Linked DNA regions of Sus scrofa: region 1 is linked to region 2. The links are chromatin contacts, called in public HiChIP or PLAC-seq maps. All regions are on one chromosome and are shown on one strand. The core of a region is the stretch at or near the end of the contact, and the rest is flanking DNA. Distances in the headings are between cores, read along the strand shown.

What was found. HiChIP or PLAC-seq counts read pairs in DNA pulled down with a chosen protein or histone mark.
Region 1: a contact with region 2 is called in an H3K27ac HiChIP or PLAC-seq map of alveolar macrophages. The contact joins two enhancer-like sites. A contact is called at or near these places in 1 of 47 Hi-C or Micro-C datasets (embryonic fibroblasts) and 1 of 2 datasets of contacts at active chromatin or transcription factors (alveolar macrophages).

What each region holds. Positions count from the first base shown.
Region 1 is chr10:43,968,074-43,974,103 of Sscrofa11.1, forward strand. All of the region lies in intron 2 of STAM (signal transducing adapter molecule 1), which reads left to right. Among named protein-coding and RNA genes, the nearest start is that of STAM, 24 kb to the left of the region's middle. Within about 2 kb of position 4,633, at least 27 of the 83 cell types and tissues checked have an H3K27ac peak or open chromatin away from gene starts, as enhancers often do. A contact at or near this core is called in alveolar macrophages and embryonic fibroblasts, where this site is marked.
Region 2 is chr10:43,095,230-43,101,133 of Sscrofa11.1, forward strand. No RefSeq gene overlaps it. Among named protein-coding and RNA genes, the nearest start is that of EPC1, 150 kb to the left of the region's middle. Within about 2 kb of position 1,777, at least 57 of the 83 cell types and tissues checked have an H3K27ac peak or open chromatin away from gene starts, as enhancers often do. A contact at or near this core is called in alveolar macrophages and embryonic fibroblasts, where this site is marked.

The DNA of each region.
Region 1 (6,030 bases), core at 3,383-5,882, 880 kb after region 2:
TCCATCTCACCATCTAGAAACCTGAACTCATGACTCTTTGGGCTTTAAGCCCACCTTCCCTTCTTTGTTCCCTACCCCTTTTAATAACAAGTTGATTGTTTCATTCACATTTGGAACTTTAAGCTCACCTCCCATTTAGTTTTTTATAAATTCTGTCTGTTTGCCTCTGTGACAGCTCTCATAATGTTGATTGGCATAGAGGCTCCTTAGTTAAGTTATTGAACATGGTCAAACCAGGCAGGGTGCCTTGCCTTTCTGGCCTTTCTACCCCTTCACTCTCACCCTTTCTAGGCCATTAATGTGCTCCTCTGGCAGGTTGCCAAAAATGTGGTCTCTAAATGTGGCCTCATCCAACTCCCTTGTCGTTAACTTGTATTATACTCAGTCTTGTTCTGTCCAGCCTGGTTAGTTCTTTAACTTAAGTTAGAGTAGCTGCTGTGTGCATGTATCTATTCCTTTTTCTCTCTGATTCTTTTGTTCCCACTTGTAACATCCTTCACCATGCTTGGACCCGGTGAATTACACTTCTGGGATTTCCTTCTATTTCCATCTCTTGTCTGTCCAGTCCTTTTTTTTTTTTTTTTTTTTTTTTTTTCTGGCTGTGCCCACAGCATGTGGAAGTTCCCAGGTCAGGGATCAAAGTATGCTACAGCAGCTGCTGCAGTGACACCACCAGATCCTTAATCCACTGCGCCACAAAGGAACTCCTTCTGTCCAGTTCTCAGAGCCAGTTGCCATGTAACAACTCTGACCATGTTACTCCCTTAGCTTCCATGCTGAGTTAGGTCTAATAACCTCCTTAGGCCTCTGAATTGTGTATTTCATTTACTACTTTTGTATATACCATTCTTTTAAATTCAAATATTTGAGTTGTCATTGCTTTTCTGCCTTATTTTAATGCTTTTGGTCATTTCGTTCTTTCATTGTGGGATATTCTCTTCCTCCATTTCCTATCTCTGTGTCTTATGTCTTCCAGACCCACTATGGATATTATTTCTTCTGCTAAGCCTTTTCTTAATCCCCTTTACTGAAAATCATTACTAAAAATCTGAATCCTCAGAGCATTCTATCAAAACTATTCTTATTTGTGTTTTGTCTTGCATAATAGTAACTTATATACCTGGTAGACTTAGATTTGTAGGATGAAAGGTCTGTGATTCCTGTTGCGCAGAGGAAAGCAAATAGCTTAGTGGTTGAGAGCACGAACTCTGCAGTGAGACTGGTCAGATCCTAGCTCTGACCATATTGTAGCTGCCTCACCTTGGGGAAATACTAAGTCACTTCCCTAGTTTGTTGCATAAGAACAAAAATAGTATCTTCTTTGTAGATGGCTTGTTGTGAGTATGAGATTAGTTAATATATGTAAGGTGTTTATAATAGTATCTGGTGAAATGGGTGTACCTCTGCTTCTTTTTGATTAAAGTGATATCTTGTGACCGTTTGTCTGTTGAGGAATCAACGTAGCTCCATCCCCATGTATTCTGGAGATAAACCTTTTATCTAGCATTCCAGTTGCCAAGTCCCTCCTCTCTCTCTTCACTCCACCAGTTTTCTTTTTATCTTTAGTGTGGTATTCTTCATTTTCTAGATACTTTTTTTTGTAATAATTTGGTTAGTTGCTTGAAATAAAAGACGAACTCCCTTTCGTTGCAATAAATACTCTAAAGTTTTCTAGTTAAAAAACAAATTTTGTAACCCACTAAAAATCCTATAGGAAGTATTATGAAGATAAAGAGGTTGATTTGTTTTTCTTCATGTTAACATTATGCTAGAAATAATAATGGTTTTTTTTTCCTGTTTTTTTCTTGTGGTGAGAACTCTTAAGATCTATTCTCTTAGCAACTTTCAGACAGTAAAGTATTGTAACTCTACTCTCCATGCTGTTCATTACACCCGTAGAACTTACTTATATTTGGAAGTTTGTGCCTTTTGATCCTTTTTATTCATTTTGCCGCCATCCTCCTCCCCTGCCGCCCCCTTGGCAACTACCAGTCTGCTCTATGTTTCTATGAGTTTGATTTTAGATTCCACGTATCACTGAGATCATACAGCATTTGTGTTTCTCTGACTTACTTCACCTAGCATAATACTCTCAAGGGTCTATCCATGTATATATTTAAAATAGGCTAGTCTGTAGCTCTAAACAATTATTTCCTATTTGTTTTTTTTTATTATCTAGTATAAATAGGTTTAGATAGATGCTTGTTTAAAATTTTTTTTCAAGTTTACTTTAGGCGACATTCTCTTCCTCAGCATTTCCCTTAATTTTTTGTCATCCTTTGGAGAGTTTAACTGACATTGTGCTAAATCTGAATTTATTTAGGAAGCGTGTTCAGCTTTGCTGATTTATATAATGAGAGGTGATTCTATTTGTTTTTAATTAATATTTTTTCTTTCCCTCTTTCCTTCTTTTCCTTTTCTTTCATTTGTTTTTTCTTTCTTAATACCTCTTGCTCTCTAGTTCCTTTGTATTCTCATTAATGTCCAAGCATTTATTTGTTTATCTTTGTAAATGTGATGTCTCTCTATAGCTCTTGTCAATAAAGAATTGCTTGAAAAGAATTGTGTAATAATTGAGATACCTTATTTTTTTTTTTTTTTCTTTTTTTGGCTGCATGCATGGCATGTGGACATTCCTTGGCCAGGAATCAAACCCACACCATAGCAGCAACCCAAACCCCTGCAGTGACAGCGCTGGATCCTTAACCTGAGAGCTCTTGAGATACAAGTCTAGTATTACTGGAGTTTAAAAAAAATTCAAACCCACACAATATGCTCATGTGTATGGTTGCTCTTTAACAATAACGTTTTACATACATATCCAGTTGTATTTTCACTTTCTTACTGTGCTTTGATAATTTCCCAGTAGGGAGTGATAGGCTTCAGGGCCAGATTTTGACATTCCTGGGCCCTTAGCACTTTTCTCTTCCTGGGTCCCTTTCTCCATAGAAAAATAATACAAATATTTTATGACTGCATTTTTATAAATACAACTGTATTATCATGCAGGGAAAACATTTTCTTTGATCTAAAAGTCCATCTTTTTCTTATTTTAAAAGAAATATAAACATTTTTGTGGGCCCCTAAAATTGTGAGCCCTGTAAGCATTGTGCCTCCATGCCTAAGGATGAGTATTACAGAATTGGGTTATAGATTTGCAGACCAATTTAGTAATAAAAAGTTATTAATGTTCTTCTCAGGTGAACATTAAAGTAAGGGCTACTTATAATGGGGTTCTTAATAGGTAGTTTATTTATATTGTGGCAAAGTAAAAAAGGCATAAAATTTACCTCTTTATCTGATTTTAAGTGTACAGTTTGTGGCCTGCACTACCTTCACATTGTTTTGGGAGCTTTACCACACTCCATCTCCCGATCTTTTCGTCATCCCCAACTGAACTCAGCCTATTAAACAACTGACCACCTCACCCCCTGCCTTCACCAGAATGGGTAGCCACTTAGAGTTTGTTGTTAATCTTTTAAATCACTTTATAATTAGTTATATGGAAAACTTATGGAGATCTGGCTTATGCTGTCTAAGAATACATACGTTTGCATATGGGTTGTTGATGGTAGCATAAGAATATTCAACAGTGTTGTAGGTTGTCAGTGCGGTGTTGAAAGATTGAGATGTGATTGATGTGAGAGGGAAAAGGGGAGATGAATATTCCTGAGACAAATGTAGATAGGACGCGTTGAGGTAGGAATTTATGGTTTGCATGTAATTGGTGAGGTTGTTTGTATGCTAGGCAACTGTCTGGATTTTTTAAAAAGCATTGGCACGTGGTGTTAATCTATAATTTTATAAAACGTACAGGTCTGTTTAAGAGGATGGATTCAGGCATGGTGGAGGAAACTAGGAAAAGCGTTTCTGTTTGAGTAAGATTTGTTGTTTTTTAATCAAAATGATTTGTAACCAGCAACATTATAGAATTTACTGCATAAATTAAATAAATAACTTACATTAAAGTCTTTCTTCCTTAAGAAAATAATATTTAAAAATCTGTTTGGCCCTTAAAATATTTTTTTTTTTTTGAGTTACCTGTTTTAGAGCCGTGGTTGGAAAATATTCTCAAGTTTTAAGGAGGAAATAAAGAGCCAATTATTGCGAAATTTCATTTAGTCAGAGAACTGTGACCCAGAAACATGGTTCCAGTGATATTTCAAAAAACCCTGCTTAATTCTTCCTCTTTGAGAAAATCTTACTGATGTGTTCTTTGAACCACACATATGTGTGTGTTTGTTCATTGTTTTAAAGAAATACTTACGGTTATATGAAATACGTACTTTCTTCAAAAATAAATGCATACTTAACATGCCTCAAACATTAAAACAGTTTAAAGGATGGACGTTGACAAGTGTAACTCCAATCCCTGTTTCCTTCCCCATCCTCTATAGATAACCACTGTTGTTTCTTTCCATTGTTTCTCAACACAAACACAAGTGTATTTTCCCCGCATTAATAGACAATAAGTATGTCACATATGCTCTTCTACATTTGTAGTTACTTTATTCTTTAGTATGTCCTAACAGCCTGAAATGTTTAAATATGCTGGACCTAAAACTTTCAAAAACACTCTCAAATTTTTTTTCTAACTTCCTAAGATATTCACATGATCTTTAGTGTGCCGTTCCAGTGTCTGAGTAAGTACTGAAAAATGCTTAGCCAGTGAGGTCATGTGATGGACTGAAAACGTCTGTTTGTTCAGAATCAAGAGAACTTTCAGAATAATAGTAGCAGTTTTCTTTAACTTGTTGTCACATATAAATAGCTTTTGTCTATTAGTTTTGATTGATTTGTTTGTAGAAGATAGATGTGAGGGTAGGTGTTGATTATTCACAATAAAAAGTTAAAATTCTGTATTTGACATCCAGATTAATTTGTGCTATTTATAGCTTAACTTTCTTTGCTTAGCTTTTGACAAAAATATAGTTGACTGAGCGTGTAAAACATGATGAACTTTTTTCTTTACGTGGCTGAGGGGTCTATTAAGTCTTTTATTTAGATAGACTTAGAAGGATAAAATGATAGTCATTACTGACGTTTTGTGAAAAATATAAATAGAAGCTTTTGGGAAAGAATTTGTTAAAATTCGTTTTCATTGGCTTTATATTGTCTTATCCTGGACCTGGGCTTTGACTGTTTCTGATCTTCACCTGGAGGTTGATAGAATATTTCCTGATTTCTTTTAAGGGAAAAGTAGTCTGGGGCTTAGATGTCTTCAGGTTGGAAGGGCAGCATCAGGTTGAGAAACAGATTTCTTCCCTATATTTTGTAATAATCAGTCCTCAATTTACTGGCCTTAGGTTTTAAAATCTTTAGTGTTTTTTTATGAATAATAGCCAACATTTATTGACAGCTTATTATCTGCCGGTTCTTGTTTAAATGCCTTATTTTATTTAATCATCACAACAGCTCTAGGTACCCTTGAGTTTTTCTAGTTTACAAATGAGAATCTGATTCATTTTTAGGGTTTTAAGTGTAATTTAAACGAGGGGAGGATTACCAGCAGGAATAACATTAAAAGCTTTTTTTGGTAAAGCGTGGTCTTGTTTTCAAGGTATCTTTCACTTTCTTAATATCACAGAATTACTTCCATTGATTTCATACTTTCTGTATCCATCGTTTTTTCTTTCCTTTGACAAACAGTAAGTACTGCCTGGGTGTCATGCTTTAGCTTTACAGTGGTGAATAAAGCAAGCACAGCCTTTGTCCTCAGCTATGGTAACAATTTACCGAGTAGAAGATAGAAGTAAGTAAATAATGGACCAAGAAGACAGTGAGCAGAGTGCTTAGTGGAGAATAAAAGGGGAGACCCACTTAGATTGTTCAGGGAGGGACTGGTATGAGGGGGTAATAACATCTATACTATGATTTTAAAGTTGAGAAGAAGCAAAGAGTTGAAAGCAGAGGTCATTAATGTGGTGTATGTTATAAATAACAAATCAATATTGATACATTATTATTAAATAGTCTGTGGTTTACATTATAACTAAGGCTCACTGGGTGCTGTAAAGTTTTATTGATTTT
Region 2 (5,904 bases), core at 527-3,026:
AGCTCATCAACCTGCAGGCTTAATCCATCACTCCTTCCTTCATCTGTCAAACACTTGTGAGCACCTATCATGTTCCAGGCACAATAACAAAGGAGGCCCATGGGAACACTGCACTGCTTCCGTCCCCCCAGCCTCCCAGTGGGGGAAGAGACAGCTCTGGATTAAAAACACATCACGATCCTGAGTAACACGAGTCAGGAAGCAAGGTGCGTCCAACTTCACTAAGGGGGCAGGACTCTAAATCAGCTTGATACAGACAGAGAAGGCTTCACACAGGCTGTGAGGTCTGAGCTGACTCTCAACAGTTAAGCAGAAGGATTGGGCGGGGGGAGATGATGGAAAGGGAGGGAACAATATTACAAAACCTGCAAGAGTGCCCTGGTTCAGGAAGGACCATCAGTTCAGCATGGCGGAGGTGCCAGATGCATGGAAGGAACAGGCGCTAAAACCTCATGACCACAATTAAACACTTATAAGTACAAGACTATGAGAATCCTTATATTACAGTTAATGTAATCATGCCAAGTACTGTATTACATAATCTGAATCAGATTCAGAAAGAAACAGGTCCCCCCAAGGAACCTGGAGCATTACCATTAGCAATGGCCAAGCGAGGGAGAAGGTCCAAACTTCAGCCACATTCAGCCTGAAGAAGTGTCTGACTTCACCACTAATGTGGAATTAGTTGCCAACATCTAAAAATTACACATTTGCAAATAAAAATCTGGATTCTTGGCTTCATAGAAAAAATCTGACAACACTGGGCCAACATCCCTACGTGGTAACATTTCTTTGGATCTGAGTGGCAGGTGTAACAGCTTAACCCTTTAGAGAGGATACCTATTAAAGCTGGAATTCATGACCATTCTCACCTGGCCCCTGAAGCCATGTGAGTCTGCAATCCTCTAGAGTTACAGTAAGATACATGTTAGGGGAAACAACACTGAAAGCGATACAGTGCCTAAAGTACAGCAGTAGTAAAACTGGAGGCAAGCGGGAAAGGTAGGAAGACAGCACAAGAGCACAGGAAGAGGTAACAAAAGTCCGACCTGTTAAGAGACTAAACCCAGCAAAAGGTAATGAGTCAAGAAATGTTTAACTCCCTTCAAGTACAAGAATAATTATTATGTAACTTTTTTGTGGGATCTATTCAAGGGCCAAAGACTATAGTAAGAGAATGGAAAAATGATTCAGAAATAATTTTCCATTAAAAAACCCGTGGCTATTTAGTAAACTGTGTGGAAAATCCACCCAAACGCCATTAATCAGCACAGACAACTGATGAGGTCCAGCAGGCACGGTCTGTGTGATTCCTAACCAGGTTCTCTGGTCCGTTTTTCAGCTGGGACAGAACAAATTCTCACTGCAAGCTTTCTGAGCTAAGCCCTTGAGAAGTGCTGTTTACATGCAGAGGGTGATATGTAAACCATTATAACGTCTCACACTGCGACCAGCAGTTGTTAAACTTTTCCTCCGAGGCAAAAGCCTTCCGAGACTTACACAAGCCGCTGACGTCAGCATGTTGGAGATGCCCCGGTCGCTCACGTCTACCTCCGGCTGGTCCTTTTCCCAGCTTTCCTCCAACTTTTCCAAAGAGTGGGACATGACCTGGACCAAACGACAGCAAAGCACGTGAGCAACGGCCAGGAGGGTGCAGGGGGAGAAATGAGGGAACTCTCAGCAGGCACTCTCCAGTGTTCCCCCAGCCCAGAGAAGTGGGCATCAGCTGGCAGGGTTCGGGTGCGGGGTTGGAGGATGGGGAAGGCGGGGCAGGAGAGGAGGATGGGGGGGCGGGGCGGGGCAGGGGAGGAGGATGGGGGGGCGGGGCAGAGGAGTGGGAAGGGTCCAGCACCATTCCCGCCGCGCTGGGAGAAGTAAAAACAAAGGCAACACACGCACACACGAATACTCACTGCGAAAGGCAGCACCTAACAGGTTGGGCGTGGAAACGACTGGATACCGCAGGGCTTTCCACCGCGGCGGCGACAGAAACACTCGGTCTGAACTAAAACATTCGAACCAGGAACACGCCCCGTCCCCCTCTCAGCGCAAGCGCACACCAGGGCAGTCTCAGCTCCACGCCCCGCCCGCGCCCCACCCTTCCCTAATTAGAACAGTTTACTAGAGGTCGCTCAGGGCGAGGCTCCGCCCATAAAAGAATGTGTGCCCCGCGGCCGGCCAATCACATCAGCTGATCCGCCTTGAGACTCCGCCCCACCAGAAGTGAGTCCGTCCCGCTAGTATTTGCTCGGATTCTGATTGGACCGGATTTGGGGCGTGCGCTTTAGTGTTGGCGCGGGCTCAGTTTGTGGGTAGAAGCCCGAGCGCTGTGGGCGGGAGCGGGAAGTCTCAGAGAGATGGTTGTACCTCAGGTTGAGTCCCGGGAAGCTACAAGTAAATTTTCTCAATGTGCGGATTCTTTAAATGCGGTTCCACTTACTGGAAGTTGCTATCCTGAGGCCCTTTCCCACAGGTGTGCCTCCCACTATATTGTGAACTCCTCAAAGCATGAACTTTGTGGTCTGTGTCCCTGGCGCCCAGGTCGCAATTGTGGACCCCAGGGTCACGTGAAGGGGATATGTACCCAGATAAATATGTAACTTATCTGATCTTATGCTAGGTTGTAGTTTAGTTTGCTTTCTATTAAATGATGATTTCCTTAAACAATTGTCTTTTTTAAAAAAACTATAATTTGTTTTTTCTTCTTGTAACCTTAAGCTTTTCATTATTCTCCACTGTTTGAAATCCAGTGAATTCTTAAAGACTTAAGGAACCTTACTTCTCTTTGATTTTTTTCTGTTCTTCCAGCTGAGCAGCTATAATTTCTTTACACTTGGTTCCTGCGTTTAAACAGACATCTTGCTGGAGTAACTACCCTCAAGTGACTTTCTCTAAAAGGATGGCAAAAACGTTAACCAATTGCCCGTTTTTATTTTTTTATTTTATTATTTATTTGTTTTTTTTGGCATTTCTTGGGCTGCTCCCGCGGCGTATGGAGGTTCCCAGGCTAGGGGTTGGATCGGAGCTGTAGCCACCGGTCTACGCCAGAGCCACAGCAACGCAGGATCCCAGCCGCGTCTGCAACCTACACCACAGCTCACAGCAACGCAGGATCCTTAACCCACTGAGCAAGGGCAGGGATCGAACCGCAACCTCATGGTTCCTAGTCGGATTCATTAACCACTGCGCCACGACGGGAACTCCCAATTGCCCATTTTTAATTGTCCTTATTTTGCCCACACCTTTGATAATTTGCCTAGCACGGAATTCGGGTTGAAAATCAGTTTCACTTAAGTCTCAATTGCATAGTTCCACTGACTTTAAATGTTGATATCCAGAGACATACTTGTCTCCTTAAATCTTTGCAGGGAACTACTGTTTTCCCTTGGGAATCATTTATGATCTTTTCATTATTCATCATGTTCTGATATTTCACCATACAGTCCCTGATAGGGTGTCTTTTTTCGTTTGTTTAGTTTTCACTGAGTCATTTTCAGAGGATGCTTCATTTCTCTCCTCCTCTCTGGAACTTGTTTTCTGCTATAATTTTGAAATTTCTTTCCTGTCATTTTATCTGATTTATTCTGGAAATCTATTAGATGGAGGACTCCCGAGCCAGTTTTTAATAGCTGTTTTTTTTTTTCCTCCTATATTTCCTTTTTAAAAATTTTATTTATTTATTGCTTTTTTTTTTAGGGCTGCCCCTGTGGCATATGGAGGTTCCCAGGCTAGGGGTGGAATTGGAGCTACAGCTGCCAGCCTATGCCACAGCCATGGCAACGCTGCTGGGAGCCACCTCTGTGACCTGCACCACAGCTCACAGCAGTGCAGGATCCTTAACCACTGAATGAGGCCAGGGAGCGAAACCGAAATTTCATGGTTACCAGCCAGATTCGTTTCCGCTGCACAATGGGAACTCCCTCCTTTTTTTTTTGTTTAAACTTAATGTTCTAGGAGATTTTCTCTTTTATCTTCCAAACCTCTATTAATAAATTTTAAAAATCACTTTGGCTATTAGTGAACCATACTTTTTAAGATCGCCTTCTTGTTTAATGCTGCCCTGCTTTTGTTTCATGAGTGCAGACTCTTCTCAAATATCTCTGAGGATAACAATTTTTAAACCTCTCTTCTGTTTACTAAATTGTTTCCTCCTGTCCCTTTTTTGTTAGTGTGTCTAGTTCTTTCCCTTCAGGCTGCTATAATTTCTCCTCTGTCAGGTAATTCCTGGTTGTCCTTTTGTATTTAAGCATGAGGTCCCAGCGACTTTTCTAGATAGCTGGCGTGGTTTCTTTCCTCTTCTGTTGTTAATGTGTGTTTCCCTCCTAGGTCATCATTTATTTTCTCTGGGCTGTTTGTTATATTTCTTCAAAGGTAGAACCCAATCTTATGGCCTCGGGTAGTCACAAGGCTGCCTTCTCAGGTGGAAGGAAATGGGGAATGGTGAGCACCAAGGAACAGCTGCATCACTTCCTGTCCCACCCTCTCACCCTGCACCTGCTACCCCACATCTGGATAATCCATGGAAAGTCAACTCCCAACTCTGCTGCATTCTCTTGAAATTGTTCTGAGCTACAGTTTCTTTTTGTTTGATTTTCAGCATGCTTGCATTCACTTTCGGTTTTCCAGAAATTTTTTTCACTCCTTTATAATCTCTTAGCATTGTTTTCACTTTTGCCATTACAAGTCTTAATGAAATGTGTCCCCTAAATTCCAGATTTATTTTTATTTTTATTTTTTGAGCACCCCCAGGCACATGGAGTTCCTGGGCCAGGGATCAGATTGAGTCACAGTTGTGACCTAAGCTGCAGCTGCAACAATGCCAGATCCCCAACACACTGTGCCAGGCTGGGGATTGATCCCACATTCCAGTGCTCCCAAGAGTCACGGATCCTGGTGCACCACAGTGGGAACTCTTCTAATTTTCAGATTTTTACTTATTTTTAAAAGTTTTTTTGGTCTTTTTTTAGGGCTGTACCTGTGGCATATGGAGGTTCCCAGGTTAGGGGTTGAATCAGAGCTGCAGCTGCCTACCTACACCACAGCCAGGGCAATGCAGGATCTGAGCCACATCTGTGACCTACACCACAGTTCATGGCAACGCTGGATCCTTAACCCCCTGAGTGAGGCCAGGGATCAAACCCGCATCCTCAGGGATACTAGTCAAGTTCATTAACTGCTGAGCCATGATGGGAACTCCCAGACATTTATAACATGGAAACAGGACCAGCTTCCTGGATATGCAAACTCCGTGTGCAGTAATGTAAAGCTCAAGGCTTAGATGGGCCCCACGTTTGGTTTATTGTCTACTGTCACTGGCTTGAGGGGTTTCATAATTTTTGAACAGGGAACCTGCAAATTGTGTAGCCATTCCTGCAAGGAAAAGTCAGGATCAAGCTTAAATCCCCTCTGCAGCATCACTGCCAAGTGCCCCAGGTTTATACACAGTCTGTGCTTCAGTACTGCCCTTTGGCAGAATGTACTATCCCTGCCTTGGAGCCCAGAGTGGGGGCCAATCAAGGAGCACGGAAGATGCCCGGTCCACATGAGGTACTCCGGGCTACCACAAGAGTGGGTAAATTCATGTACATTATTACATAAATCATTCATTTTAAAGATGCCTTTTGGGAGGAGTTCCCTGGTGACCTAGTGTTTAAGGACCTGGCATTGTTACTGCTTGTGGCTCAGGTTCGATCCCTGAAACTTCCACATGTCTCCAGCGTGGCCACAGATAAATAAATAAAATACATTTAAAAATTTTTTTAAAGTAAATATGCCTTTATGAGTCTTGAAATTGTATTTAGGAAACTACTAAGAAAAAAGTTACCAGATTAAAACTTGAAAAGCAAATTTCTCATTAAATATCCCTAAATTGTCTTTCTTCCAACTTCCCCATTAAGTTGATAG